Linked DNA regions of Mus musculus: regions 2 and 3 are each linked to region 1. A link is a contact called in public Hi-C and promoter capture Hi-C data. All regions are on one chromosome and are shown on one strand. The core of a region is the stretch at or near the end of the contact, and the rest is flanking DNA. Distances in the headings are between cores, read along the strand shown. Region 1 holds the start of Cln8 (CLN8 transmembrane ER and ERGIC protein). Region 2 holds the start of 4931415C17Rik (RIKEN cDNA 4931415C17 gene). Region 3 holds the start of Atp11a (ATPase, class VI, type 11A).

Evidence for each region. Hi-C and Micro-C count contacts between places; a contact is called where the count stands out from the background. Capture Hi-C pulls out chosen DNA fragments and counts their contacts.
Region 2: a contact with region 1 is called in a Hi-C map of CD8 T cells, with 7 times the contacts expected there. The contact joins the promoter of 4931415C17Rik here to the promoter of Cln8 in region 1. A contact is called at or near these places in 2 of 39 promoter capture datasets (liver and pre-B cells), 2 of 484 Hi-C or Micro-C datasets (CD4 T cells and CD8 T cells) and 1 of 9 other capture datasets (adipose tissue).
Region 3: a contact with region 1 is called in a promoter capture Hi-C map of liver, with 2.6 times the contacts expected there. The contact joins the promoter of Atp11a here to the promoter of Cln8 in region 1. A contact is called at or near these places in 1 of 484 Hi-C or Micro-C datasets (CD4 T cells) and 2 of 9 other capture datasets (adipose tissue and liver).

What each region holds. Positions count from the first base shown.
Region 1 is chr8:14,886,630-14,890,527 of GRCm38.p6, forward strand. Cln8 (CLN8 transmembrane ER and ERGIC protein) reads left to right here and starts at 1,907. Exons shown (of 3, transcript NM_012000.3): 1 at 1,907-2,489.
Region 2 is chr8:12,670,639-12,674,536 of GRCm38.p6, forward strand. It overlaps 4931415C17Rik (RIKEN cDNA 4931415C17 gene), which reads left to right and starts at 1,789. Exons shown (of 2, transcript NR_166502.1): 1 at 1,789-2,387. It overlaps Tubgcp3 (tubulin, gamma complex associated protein 3), which reads right to left and starts at 1,462. Exons shown (of 22, transcript NM_198031.1): 1 at 1,317-1,462. The coding sequence starts at 1,392.
Region 3 is chr8:12,755,266-12,759,163 of GRCm38.p6, forward strand. It overlaps Atp11a (ATPase, class VI, type 11A), which reads left to right and starts at 1,751. Exons shown (of 30, transcript NM_001293667.1): 1 at 1,751-2,087. The coding sequence starts at 2,049. Gm33587 (a long non-coding RNA gene) reads right to left here and starts at 1,631. Exons shown (of 3, transcript XR_378725.3): 1 at 1,422-1,631.

The DNA of each region.
Region 1 (3,898 bases), core at 657-3,156:
CCCATGAATACTACTGATCTCTGGGAAATGACTCCGTGCACTGAAGTTTAGGAATCTCTCTCCCTATCTCACCCAGAGACACACCCCTTTGAGAACTCCACCACATTTGAGTCCAAAAGCAAGAATTAGATAGGAGAAATGCCTTCTTTTTTTTCTTGAGATAATATAATTACATCATTTCTCCCCTCCCTTCCTCTCACATATACCACCCCACCCCCACTCCTTCTCTCTTTCAAATACCTGGCAAGAGAATTCTTATTGTCTACCTGCTAATGCCTTGTAAGAAAAAAATAATCTGTTTATTATTTTATTTGTGTGTATTTCTGGGCATGCCACACTGAACATTAATACCCAGGACTCGCATGGTAGAAAGAGATGTCTTCTTGAAGAAACAATGAAATATCGCAATGAGTACATTTTGCTACCAGGAAATGAGGGTTAAATTAACCCCCCCCCCCACCTCCATTAAAGTCATTCCAGTTTGCCTTCTCCAAACGGCCTATGACACAGTAACAGAGGGCAACTGCCTGAGACTAACAGTCGAGGTCATAGTGCCTGGGACAGGCAACTGTAACATCTGGATGGATGAGTGAGCTGTGTGGTGTGGGAACCTGACACAAGAGAGGCTTAAGGAGGGCTTAGAGGAGACATCCAGCCAGGCTGGCCAGATGGAAACAGTGCCTGGGGTGCAAACTTGCAGGTGATGATGCAGGAACTGCGGTCAGATAGGAAAGGTGTGTTTGTAAACAGTCTAACCCAGGCTGACCTTAAAATCAACTCCTTCCCTGAAGATGACCTTTAACCCCTGACCTTCCTATCTCCACCTGGCCAAAGGTCAGTATTACTAAACGCTGTTTACACACCCAGATCTCTCTTGTTATTTTGACACAGGGTTTCAAGCAGCTTAGGGTGGTCTTGAAACTATGTTATTGCTCATACCAGCCAAGTGGAAAAACTAAGGTGCCAACCATGGACTCTGGGGTGCACCAAATATTGATGAAACCTCAGGAAAATAACAGAACTTGAACGTCGGTGTAAAATCTTTGCTGTAAAGGGACCCTTATCACAAGTCACAGGGGCACAGGGCTGAAGTCACAGCTCATTAGCCATTCTATCCATCTTGTGTGATGTTTCTCAAAGGTATTTCTGCAGGTGGCCTGGTTAACTATGTTGCAATTCCTGGGTGTTCAGAGACAATATCAGAACCAGGAGGGTGGGTATGTACAGGACGCTATTCCTTCTAGTCTTTTAAACCAGCTATCTTGTTAATTATCAAGATATGGTATGATAAAGGGCTCTAGGGAGGACTCTGTTATGTGGCCACCTGTCTGCAATCCAGGGTAGGGTGGGCAATTGCCCTGTCTAGATAAGGGCCAGGCAATTGCAAGCACCTGACTAGCAGACATTGCACAAGGAGTGCTGAGGCCAGACGTGAATCCCGAGCCAGGTTGGTTTTCCTGCTATGCTAGGTAGATGAGGGTACTAAGTGCTGATTATCTGCTCAGAGAGAGGGGACTGATTCCGCACCTCTCACCGCTACCCTACCAGCCCCGCTTGGTTAGTAGGTACATGGAATGGGTCGGGAGGTCTTTGCTCTTCTCATAATGCTGGCTCTGAATTAGCTTCGGCTCTTAGCAGGAGCACAGGGTAGCTCTGCACACGCCTCACAGCCACCTTTTCCTAAGGGACCGTAAGCCCGAACTGTACTTGTGCAGACAGGAGCTGGTTACCACCGCCTGGAAGACAATGCTGCTGTAGCAAGGGACACAGTGCGGTCCATTTTGTCGGCCTGAGCAAGTTTTTCGACTCCATGCAGTCGCCTGGAGCTCTGGCAGCACCAACCAGGAGACGCGTGCGCTTGCGTTTCACCTCTGCGCTCTGACGTCAGAGGCCTTAGGGACTTAGGAAAGAGGGAAGGGACAGGGAGTGAAGGGGTGTACGTAGGAGGGTCTTGGGGGACGGTCCACACAGAGGATCGTGGAAGGTCAGTTGGGGTGGGGGTTGAGGAATTCCTCCACTGATCCCTCCGTACCACTCTTAAGGTCCCAGCACCAACTTGAGCTACGATAGTCAAATCTAGCATAGCGCGCTGCGAACTGTGTAGCCTGCTCCAGGCACCCCCATGGCGCTGGATGGGATGATCCTACCCCAACTCGTGCCCCCCGAGTCTACCTTGGTAGCGTCCTAGGGAGGCGAGGCTTAGGGCTTCAGCAGTGCGCGTGCGCAGTGGATAGTGTTTGCTCAGCGCGCGACACTGTCGTGGGTGATTTCTCCGGTGCTAGGGGCGGGATGGCCTGAAAGCGGGGTGCCCAGCTGAGGCGGGGACACAGATGGGCGTGGGGCCCTAGTCTCCAGTGCCACTCAGCGACCGGTATTCTATCTGGCTCCGGTCACGAGGTGTGTCTACGGCTCAGGAGCTCCTGGGACAGCGAGTCTAAGCAGCTGATGGACCAAGAGGCGGCGCCCCCCTTCTGCTCACCTGAATGCAGGTGAGACGTGAAGGGCACCCTGTATACACCTGCCTGCAGCAGCGCAGTCTTTGCTTGGCCACCCGAGGAGGAAGCATTCCATTTGGTGTATAGGTCCTGGGCCACCGTGGGCGCGGGTGGACGATTCAGACTGGGTCCGACTGGATAGGTCGACCTGGGTCGCAAGAGAACTTGGGGCAGCAAAGTGATGGACCACGGTCGCTGGGCTAGGTCTGTACAGTGCTAGGGGATGAGGAACTTGAGTGTGGATCATCATGGGACCAGAGGGTGAAAGGCGATGTTGGTCAGATCTCCGCGAGGTAGGACTGGGTGGTGTCAGCACTTAGTGAAGGGGAGCGGGAATAGGAAGGACCCCTAGCTCTCAGCACACCGTGGGAGGTCCTGGGGCTAGGGTGCTGCTGCCTTAGAAAAGGGTGCCTAAGCCCTTTTAGAAGGCTTTCAGAGTCGTCGGAATGACAGAGTAGGTGGCTGCTCCTAAGTACTGTTTGAATTCATGTCGGTATCGATATTTGTTTTCTGACCGTGTTTATGTATGAAATCTGTAGCTATACACTGGACTTGTTCCCGTGTTTTGTATTTTTTTATTTAAACTTTTCTCTAGGAAGAGTGGGAAAGGCTATGATTAAGGAAACCTCAGATATTCTGAAAATATGAGATTCCACTACACCCACCCAAGCTCTGGTAGACCCGCCCTAGCCTCTAGGTGCTAGTTGTTATGGAAACAAAGCTCCTAGACCTTGAAAGCTCTCCCTGTGCTATTCAGGACCGAATCTCTTCGGATAGTGAGAATCTGGAGAATCCGGCTAGGATAGTTAGTGGATAGGTAAATAAGTCCCAGTAGTGTTTCTCTTAGGCCACTGAGAACCACGTGGGACAGGATTAGTGAGGGGCATGCCCGATGTGCTGCAAAAGGCAAAGGCAGAGTAAACAGCTGCCGTGTGTTTATTCCTTTCTGTTAATAAAAAGGAAACGTTTTATCTAGAGAAAGACTGACTCAGCATGTGCCCCCAAACCCGTGGTATTGCTTAGGGCTCTCTCGGAGGAGAACGGGTTTCAGTTCTCTATTTCCAGGCTTATACGTTTTCTTTTCAGCTTTGTTAAGCATACATGTCTTTTGGCACTGGGAAAATACTTTGGCCAGCTGCCTGTGTGTGATTTCTGAAAGTGTTAGGAGAATCCTCGTGCCTACAGTCCATCTATTGCTCTATGATATGTCAAGGAAGGGTATCAGCCAGTGTGGGAGGGTACCTGCCTTGAGTAACCAGAGAGTGCCGAGCTAAGATGTGAGAGTCAGCATGCTAGTCACGCCCAGCTTAAGGCTGGGAAGGAAAGAGTCCAGATAACCATTTGACCTCAAGGTTTATTCACTACAGTGACAAGCATCAGTTCACAACACTGGCATGGTGACT
Region 2 (3,898 bases), core at 539-3,038, 2.2 Mb before region 1:
CCTGTCAGAGCACAACAAAATATCAACAAAGTGTGTGAGGGCAGAGAACCCAGCTGACTCTGCATCCCTCAACTCCATCCACAGAGAAGACAGCATCATCTTTAATGAGCTTTACCCTGGATCTCTCTGAAAGTCCAGCGATTCACAAGACATAATCACAAATGGGGGTGGGAAAATGGGAGGATACAGGATTCTGCTTTAAAGTAGCATTTCAATCACCTGAAGGCTGTGAAACTTCTATCAAAAGGGATCTTAATGTAAAATTCAAATTTAGAAGTTCATAATGAATAACTTCAAAATCTAGCTATAACTACGAGGTTCTTTCTGGAAGGTAAAAATTTTGGACCCAATGCAATAAAAGAAAAATGATGGTATGGCGTGTTAAGCCTTAGTTATCTAATTTTGCCTATGACTGGATCACTCCCTTCAGAAAAGTAAACTATCCTCTGCACTCACACTCTCCCCAGATACTGGAACTCTAAGCTCCTCCTATCCGCCTTCTCCCTAGCCCTTTATCACCCACAAACACTGTGTATTCACCAACGTGCTAGTCACATTCCCTCCATTAGACAGGAGCATCTCTCATGGCATAATAGGGTCGAGGAAGCCTCAAAGATTTCTTACATGAACAAACTGCACAGTGAAACACTACAAGGAATAAAGCAAGAAGGGAGTTAAGTCAACGGTTTAGTAGTGACACAGTAATTCATCCTCTACGCTGACAAGTTGTTACATAGGTTGTTACAAATTATGAAAGATCAAAAGGCTCTCTCAGTTTTTAAAACTCGGTTCTTGTTTAAAGTCTTCCCTTGAAAACCTGCGCGATTTGTCTCAACATTCTAAGGCAACCCAGTCATGTCAATTACTAAAACCTTCCCTCAAGACGCGTCCCCACTCATCTCCAAAATGAGCTTCATGAAACCAGATCCTTGACATTTTCCCCACCCCCAACTACGGCGGCGACAGTACGGGTAAAGTGGGCAGGACTGCCTTGGGGGTCTGGCTTCTTAGAAGCATTATTCGCTAGCTGAACCGTCCAGGAATAAGCGAGCATCATCTAACCAGGACTCATCATCACCAGAGGCAAAGGTGACAGCAGAGTGAGAAGCACGCAGAAGCAGAGCTGCAGGCTGCCGTGCTGTCTGGACGAACCCAAAAACAAACTCGGCCGCTACAGCAGCTCCGGCCTGGGCCCCCAGGGCAGGGACAGTCCGCGAGCCGCACCCCTTTCCTTCCCGGGGGCCGGGGAGAACAGCACCCGGCCGGCGGGGGTCATGGCGCTCAGTCTCCACAGCCCTGAACCCCGGGACGCGTACCTTCGCTCCGGCCCAGGATCCGGCAGCACAGGTTCTGCAGCAGAACGTTGGGCGACTTCTGATCCGGAGTCGCCATTACCGCGCCCGGACTGCGCACTGCAGCCTCCCCGCGCCCCAGGATCCCGCGCCCTAACTACGGCGCCGCCATATTCGCGGAAGCGGCAAAAGCGCGCGCCTCCCATAATGCACCGCTTCCCGCGCGAGACGCGCGTGCGCTCTCCCGGCTTCTGCACTTGGCAGCTTCTCCGCGCTGGAAAAGTCGTTGCTGGGCGACGCTCGCAGCAACGCGTTCCTAGGATGCCCGTACGCGTCCGCAGCTTGCGGTCTGGGCGCTGCTTGTGAACAGCACTGGATGCGGAGTCCGAGTGCGCTTGAGCCACACAGGGACAGGGGCGCCGGACTACTACGCAGGGCTCTCGTAAGTGAGTTCTCAGAGGTCTGGAACCTCTGCCCCTTGACGTCACCAGGAGGTAGTCCTGGAAACGGGGATACTGAGATGGAGAGGCTTGAGCGCTGCCGCAAAGGAAAAATCAGACGCAGACACGAGAAATTCTGTGCTGTCTGGGACGCAGGAGGAGGAGAGTCCTCGTCACTGGGAGCCCAGCTCCGCCGCTCCTGCCCGGATGCTCGGTGGTCCGCAGAAAGCTCCCTTCTTAGTCGCTGACTCAGGACTATGATAGCAGTGGCACTCAGAGGTGGCTTAATGGAGAGCATACCTTTATTCGTCTTTTGCTCGCAGATCTCTTAGCCACCCTTCCCTGCCCGCTCTGTGATGTACAGAATGCGGACACACTCACTCCCTGTACAAATGGTACCTGCTGGAGCTCAGCCAGTTGAAGCCAACGATAGAAACTGCAAGAGGAGACTCTCGGCTTCAGCCTGGAATTTGACTACGACTCTAACAAGCCGAGACTCTCAACACTCAGCTCTCAGCCCATTCTTAGCTCCAGCCTATTTTGTACCACCCACACAGATGATGCTCCATCAGAAGGTCTAGAATAAGGCCATAGTGAATAACTATCAGTCATTCCTGGTGTTTCTTCCACCCCGGGGCCAGTAGCTAACCTTCAGGTGATCCACTTTTCTGTTTCCATCATCCATGTAGTCAGAGCTCAGTCCTCAGTCCCTGTAGCCTCTGTTTTGTTGAGTGGTCCTAGCACTGCCCTTTGGTAATAGGAGTGATCCCAGCAAGAAGTCTTAAGGTGGCTTTCTGGACTGAGCACTCACACATTTAATTGCAGATGTATTGACAGTTATTTGAGGGTGGCCAATGAGCCAGGAAAAGCCAGAGCGGTTTGCTTTTCTGTGTGGCTACTTGAAGTGAAATGTCAGCAGATAGATGAAAACACTTAGAAAGTAGCTGCTCCAGCACAGTCTTGACAACAGGAGCTGATGTCACCAAGTCAGGTGACTCGAGTTCCCCAGAACCCACAGAGCAGGAGAAAAGCAACTACCTCAGTTGGTCCACTCACCTCCACCATACAAAATGAAGTCAGTCAAGTTAGGACATTGTAAATCAACTAAGCCAGTGACCAAAAAATGCTAAAAAAAAAAAAAAAAAAAAAAAAAAAAAAAAAACAGGCTTGATGACACAATGCCTTTAATCCTAGCACTTGGAAGAGGCAAGTGGTCTCCAAGGAAAGTCTGATCTATATATTGAGTTCATAGACAGCCAGAGCTATAAAACAGAGAAACCCTGCCTCAAAAATAATCACACTCACACATACGTATGTGCATACATACATACATACATACATACATAAATGGGTTAGGAAGATGGGTTAGTGGTTAAGAGCACTAGCTGCTCTTCCAGAGGACCTGGGTTCAGGTCCCTGTACCCACATGGTGGCTCACCACCATCTTACCATCTTGTAACTCTAGGTTTTTTTGTTGTTGTTTTGTTTTTTGGGTTTTTTGAGACAGGGTTTCTCTGTATAGCCCTGGCTGTCCTGGAACTCACTCTGTAGACCAGGCTGGCCTCGAACTCAGAAATCTGCCTGCCTCTGCCTCCCGAGTGCTGGGATTAAAGGCATGTGCCACCACACCTGGCTGTAACTCTAGTTTTATCTGTTGCCTTCTAACTACCTCAGGCCCCAGGCACACACACGGTGCACTTACATACATGCAGGCAAAACACACATAAAATAAGTGATTAGATCTTTATATATGTGTTGTGAATATATAGAAAGCACTAGCAGCCCTCTTGGCTGGCTGTTTCAGCCCATCTCAAAACCCAGTCAGTTGAGTGGGTCAGTGTTTCCCAGCAGTCAGATTTGGCCCACAGTAAGCAGACTGAATAAGGGACATGTGGTTCAAAGCTATTCCAGAGAAGAAAGACTTGTTGGGAGACTACAAATGTTTCCGTCCACAGTCAGGAGGACTTTCCCAGAATACTCTGTGCTATCGGCACCCTCTTGTTGGTTGGCATGGCTGGGTTCAGCCTCACTGTGGGAGCATCTCTGGATGTTGTGAACCCTTAAATTAGTCAGCTTTCCACTGCTCTGATAAAATACATGAAAGAAATAATTTTAAAAGAGGAGAGATTTGTTTTGACTCATGGTTTCAGCCCAAGGTTGCTCAGC
Region 3 (3,898 bases), core at 501-3,000, 2.1 Mb before region 1:
GCAGAGCCTCTCAGGAGACAGCTATATCAGGCTCCTGTCAGCAGGCTCTTGTTGGCATCCACAACATGTCTGGGGGATCCATCCCATATACAATAAACTCTCGATTTCTTAAAAGCAAGGAAACCTTCCTAAACAGCCTCCAGCATGTTCCTCTATGTGTTAATTAGCAAGTCAGCCACTTGCTAGAATGAATGGTGTCAGCTGGAGGGAGCCAGAGAGTCCTGAGCCCCACAAAGGGTGAAGGCTCAGAGGATGAAGTCACTCACTCCTGTTGCACCACCAGGGAAGTGCTTTGCTCTGTATGAAGAATAAGCTAGACACCAGGGCTCACTCCTGTGTTCCAACACTTCAGAGGCTGAGGCAGGATGTTTGTATAGAGTTTGAGACCAGCCTAGAATGAAGATTCGGTCTCAAAAATCCAAACAAGAAAAAAGAAAGGAAGGAAGGAAATGAAACATTCCTCCAAGTAGAACATTCTCTAAGGATAGATAGGAAGGCTTTATCCTGAGGCACATCTGTGCCAGGAATACCCACTGCAATTGTAATTGGCCAATAGCCTACAATTTGGCCCAGCAGTCATGGTAGGAAAGAGATAGAGCATCAGAGACACATGAACAGCCCAGTCAGGCCCACTGAGGCCAGCAGCTAGTCCCTAGACATAGAGGCCTGCTGTCCTCAAGAGTCCACACCACAGCTAGGAGTACCAATGAGCGCTGACTGCCAACTCCACCAGGCTCACAGCAAGTCCAGGAAGCCCGGAGAGAAAACCCTTTGCCCTGAGGCTGGCTGGGTGTCTGTAGCTGGTGCTCCGTGGTGAGCACTGGTGTAGAACTTAGGTAGAAAACAGGGTAGAAGGCGGTGGTGGCTCAGGAGATCAGTTTAGTCACTGGCACCATTGCCACCAGTGTCTAATCCAAACCATAGCAAAGTCAGATCTCCTCCACACCCTGTCAGAACGCTCTCAAATACATTCCTAATCCTCAGGTCTGGTGCTCCTGATCGGCCACTGCAGATCCCTCGTCTCTGGTTCTACCGTTATCAGAAGCAAAAGCAAGGGATGTGGAACCAGTAAACATTAGCTAGATTACGGCTGGGCTGGAGGTAAGGAAGGTTGTTCAGCCATGTGCCACTTCACACCTAGGCAGCAAAGAACCACCTTCCCTGGGTGCTAGCCATGGTGATACAGTTGTAAGGTAGAAGCAGGAAGCATTTGACAGGGGGCTGGACCACAAGGTAAAACCCAGGACTGTGGAGGGTCTTCCCTGAGGCCTGGTTTCTGGAAGGCAGGACAGAGACTGGGCCCCAGGAGTAGGTAGAGGTAGAGAGTAGTGAGTCATGAGAGCTGGATCAGGACGTGTTTGGTTTGGTCTCCAAGGGAGTCAGTCCCAAAAGGGGTGGTAATGTTCGCTCCCTGTAGCCACCTGAGGATCCTGTGTCTTCTGTCCACGCCACGGCAGGAGGTGTGACCCCCCCCCCCCCCCCGCAGGCCTAGGGACCCAGGCCCATGGCACTCGCCATGGAGTCCTGGGCTCACAGCCAGGCTTCCGTTTTAGAAGAGGAGTGAACGGGGCGGGGGTGGAGAAGGGGTGGATCAGCACCCGACGAGCCACGCGGGGGCGATGACAGCCCCCCCCGCCCCCCCTCCCCCAGTCCCGCAGGGAGGCGGAAGCAACAGGGCGGCGGCGACGCGCTAGGGAGTCGCGGCGCGCGCGGGGCCGGGGCGGGGGCTGCGGCGCGCGCATGCTCACACGCGCCCGTGACGCGCGGGGCGCAGCGGGGCAGAGCCGGCTCCAGAGGCGCGGCGGCCGCGGGAGGAGCAGGCGCGGAGCATCGAGCGCAGGCCGCGTCGGCCCGACGGGAGTAGCGCCGGGCGCAGGCCGCCTCCTCCGAGCCGCCTGCGCGCGGGCCGAGACCCTTGGCCGCCGCCGGCGGGGCATGAGCGCGGAGGGGCCGCGGCCGCCCCCCGCGCCGCCCAGGCCGTGACCGGGCGGGGGGCGGCTGCGCTAGCGCCCGCAGCCCAGGGGCTCGCGGAGCCGGGAGCGATAACCATGGACTGCAGTCTATTGAGGACGCTCGTGCGCAGATACGTGAGTGGCTCTCTGTGATGGGTCCGGGGTCCGGGGTCCGGGTCTGGGTCAGGGTTCAGGCCCGGAACGTCCCGCCGTCGGGTCCCCGCCGCGCTCCACCTGCGCTCGGCCAGGCCCACCCGGAAGGCAGTTGCAGCCGGGTCGATCCCGGGGTCGAGGGACATCCATCCTTATGGGGGTTGCGCTCAGCCCCAGCGGGGCGGGCCGACGCGGGGACCGGGACCGGCTGGGACATATGTACGGGGCTGCGGGGAAGCGGGGAGCCTCCACAGGGGAGTCAGAAGTGAAGTTTGCCATCTCTGAAAGTAGTCAGCCAGGTCCGAGTGCGTAGTTCCCGGCTCCCTTGGATGCTGCTGCGCGGTTAGTGACGGAGTGCCTCACCAGGGGAGACCAGGGAGGTAGGTGGCATCCATCAGCCGGGATGGAGCAAAGTGGGTGTGTGTACAGAAAAGAGAGAATCTGCCCCGGGACAGCTTGTCTTCCCTAAGCTGGACACAAGGACCTATTGTACGGCAGCTGGCGCGGGGTGGTCACAGGTTTGAGGAGCGCGTGCCTTGCCCAGTGCGGGCTGGGTACGGAGGGGACCAGAGCCGGCTCTCTCTAGCTTCTCTGAGTGACACTTGTCCTTGGATGTGGGTTTTTCTGAAGGGGAATTTACCCGGGTTTTTCTTCTTGCTTTTCTGGTTAATTTCCATCCAATTTTGGCCTTCCAGTAAGCAAAGAATGAGACTAGGAAACTGCAGCCCTCCCCACCCCACCCCACCCCACCCCACCCCCGTGGGAAGCGAAAGGAGGAGGGGTGGTCTTCTTGGTCCCTGTAGACAGTCACCTGCCAGCTTCCCAGGGCCACAGGACGAATTTTCCGTCCCTGGTGCTGTCTTTTACTTCCACAGTGCCCTTAGGCAAGCCTTCAGCTATTTTATATTTCCTTATCTAGGTAAAATTTCAAGTTAGTTTCTTTTTGCTGTGCTATTCTACTTTCGAAGTGGTATTTTCTCTCAAATCTAGGCTGCAGATATTCCTTAACGAACTTTGCCACTCTTAATTATTTGATAATGCATCTGGAATGTAAGTTATGGAATGTTATTCCTTCTGCTCATCTCATTTTTGACTGCTCTGCCACAGGCCTTAAACTCGAGTCTAAGCCATGAAATTAATTTGACTTTTCCCCGAAACAGTTATGGCTTGTTTTCTTATTATGTATTTATCTTCCAAGATGTGAGGTTAAATTATATTTTCTTTTATAAGAAGAGAAAAAGAGATTGGATATTCTTATCTCCTGGTTTATTCGACTCATTCTACAGAAATGAGCCTCTCCTCTGTAGCCTGCTGCCTTTCACACAGTCAGAATTCCTGAGAGCAATAAAAGCACCACAGCTCCCTCTAAGGCCATAGGTTGCTAAAGAAGGAGTCATCAGCCCTTGGACAAGAACACTGTCATAGGTATTTTGTCCTGGGTCAGTTCTCGGCAGCGAATACAGGCAGGTAAATGAAAGAGAGAACTCTGTCTTTGAGGCCAGTCCGCCCCATGCTACACGTTGGTCACATAGCTGTGTGAACAGCTCATGCGCTCTTGTAGTAGCCGATGTTCCAGATATAGTCTAAGTCATATCATGCATCTTAGGCATTTTAAGGAGCACATATAGAGCCAGTGACACTTCCTCTTAGATATGTAAAGTGAGGAGTGTGGCTCAAGTCAGCGACCCGACCCTCTCGGAGGACCAGCTGCGGAGCCTCCCGGCAGAGGCTAGAGGAGGCCTTTGCAGCCGTGGACCTGGTGGGCCTGGCTCCTAGGGTTGTCCTGCTGCAGT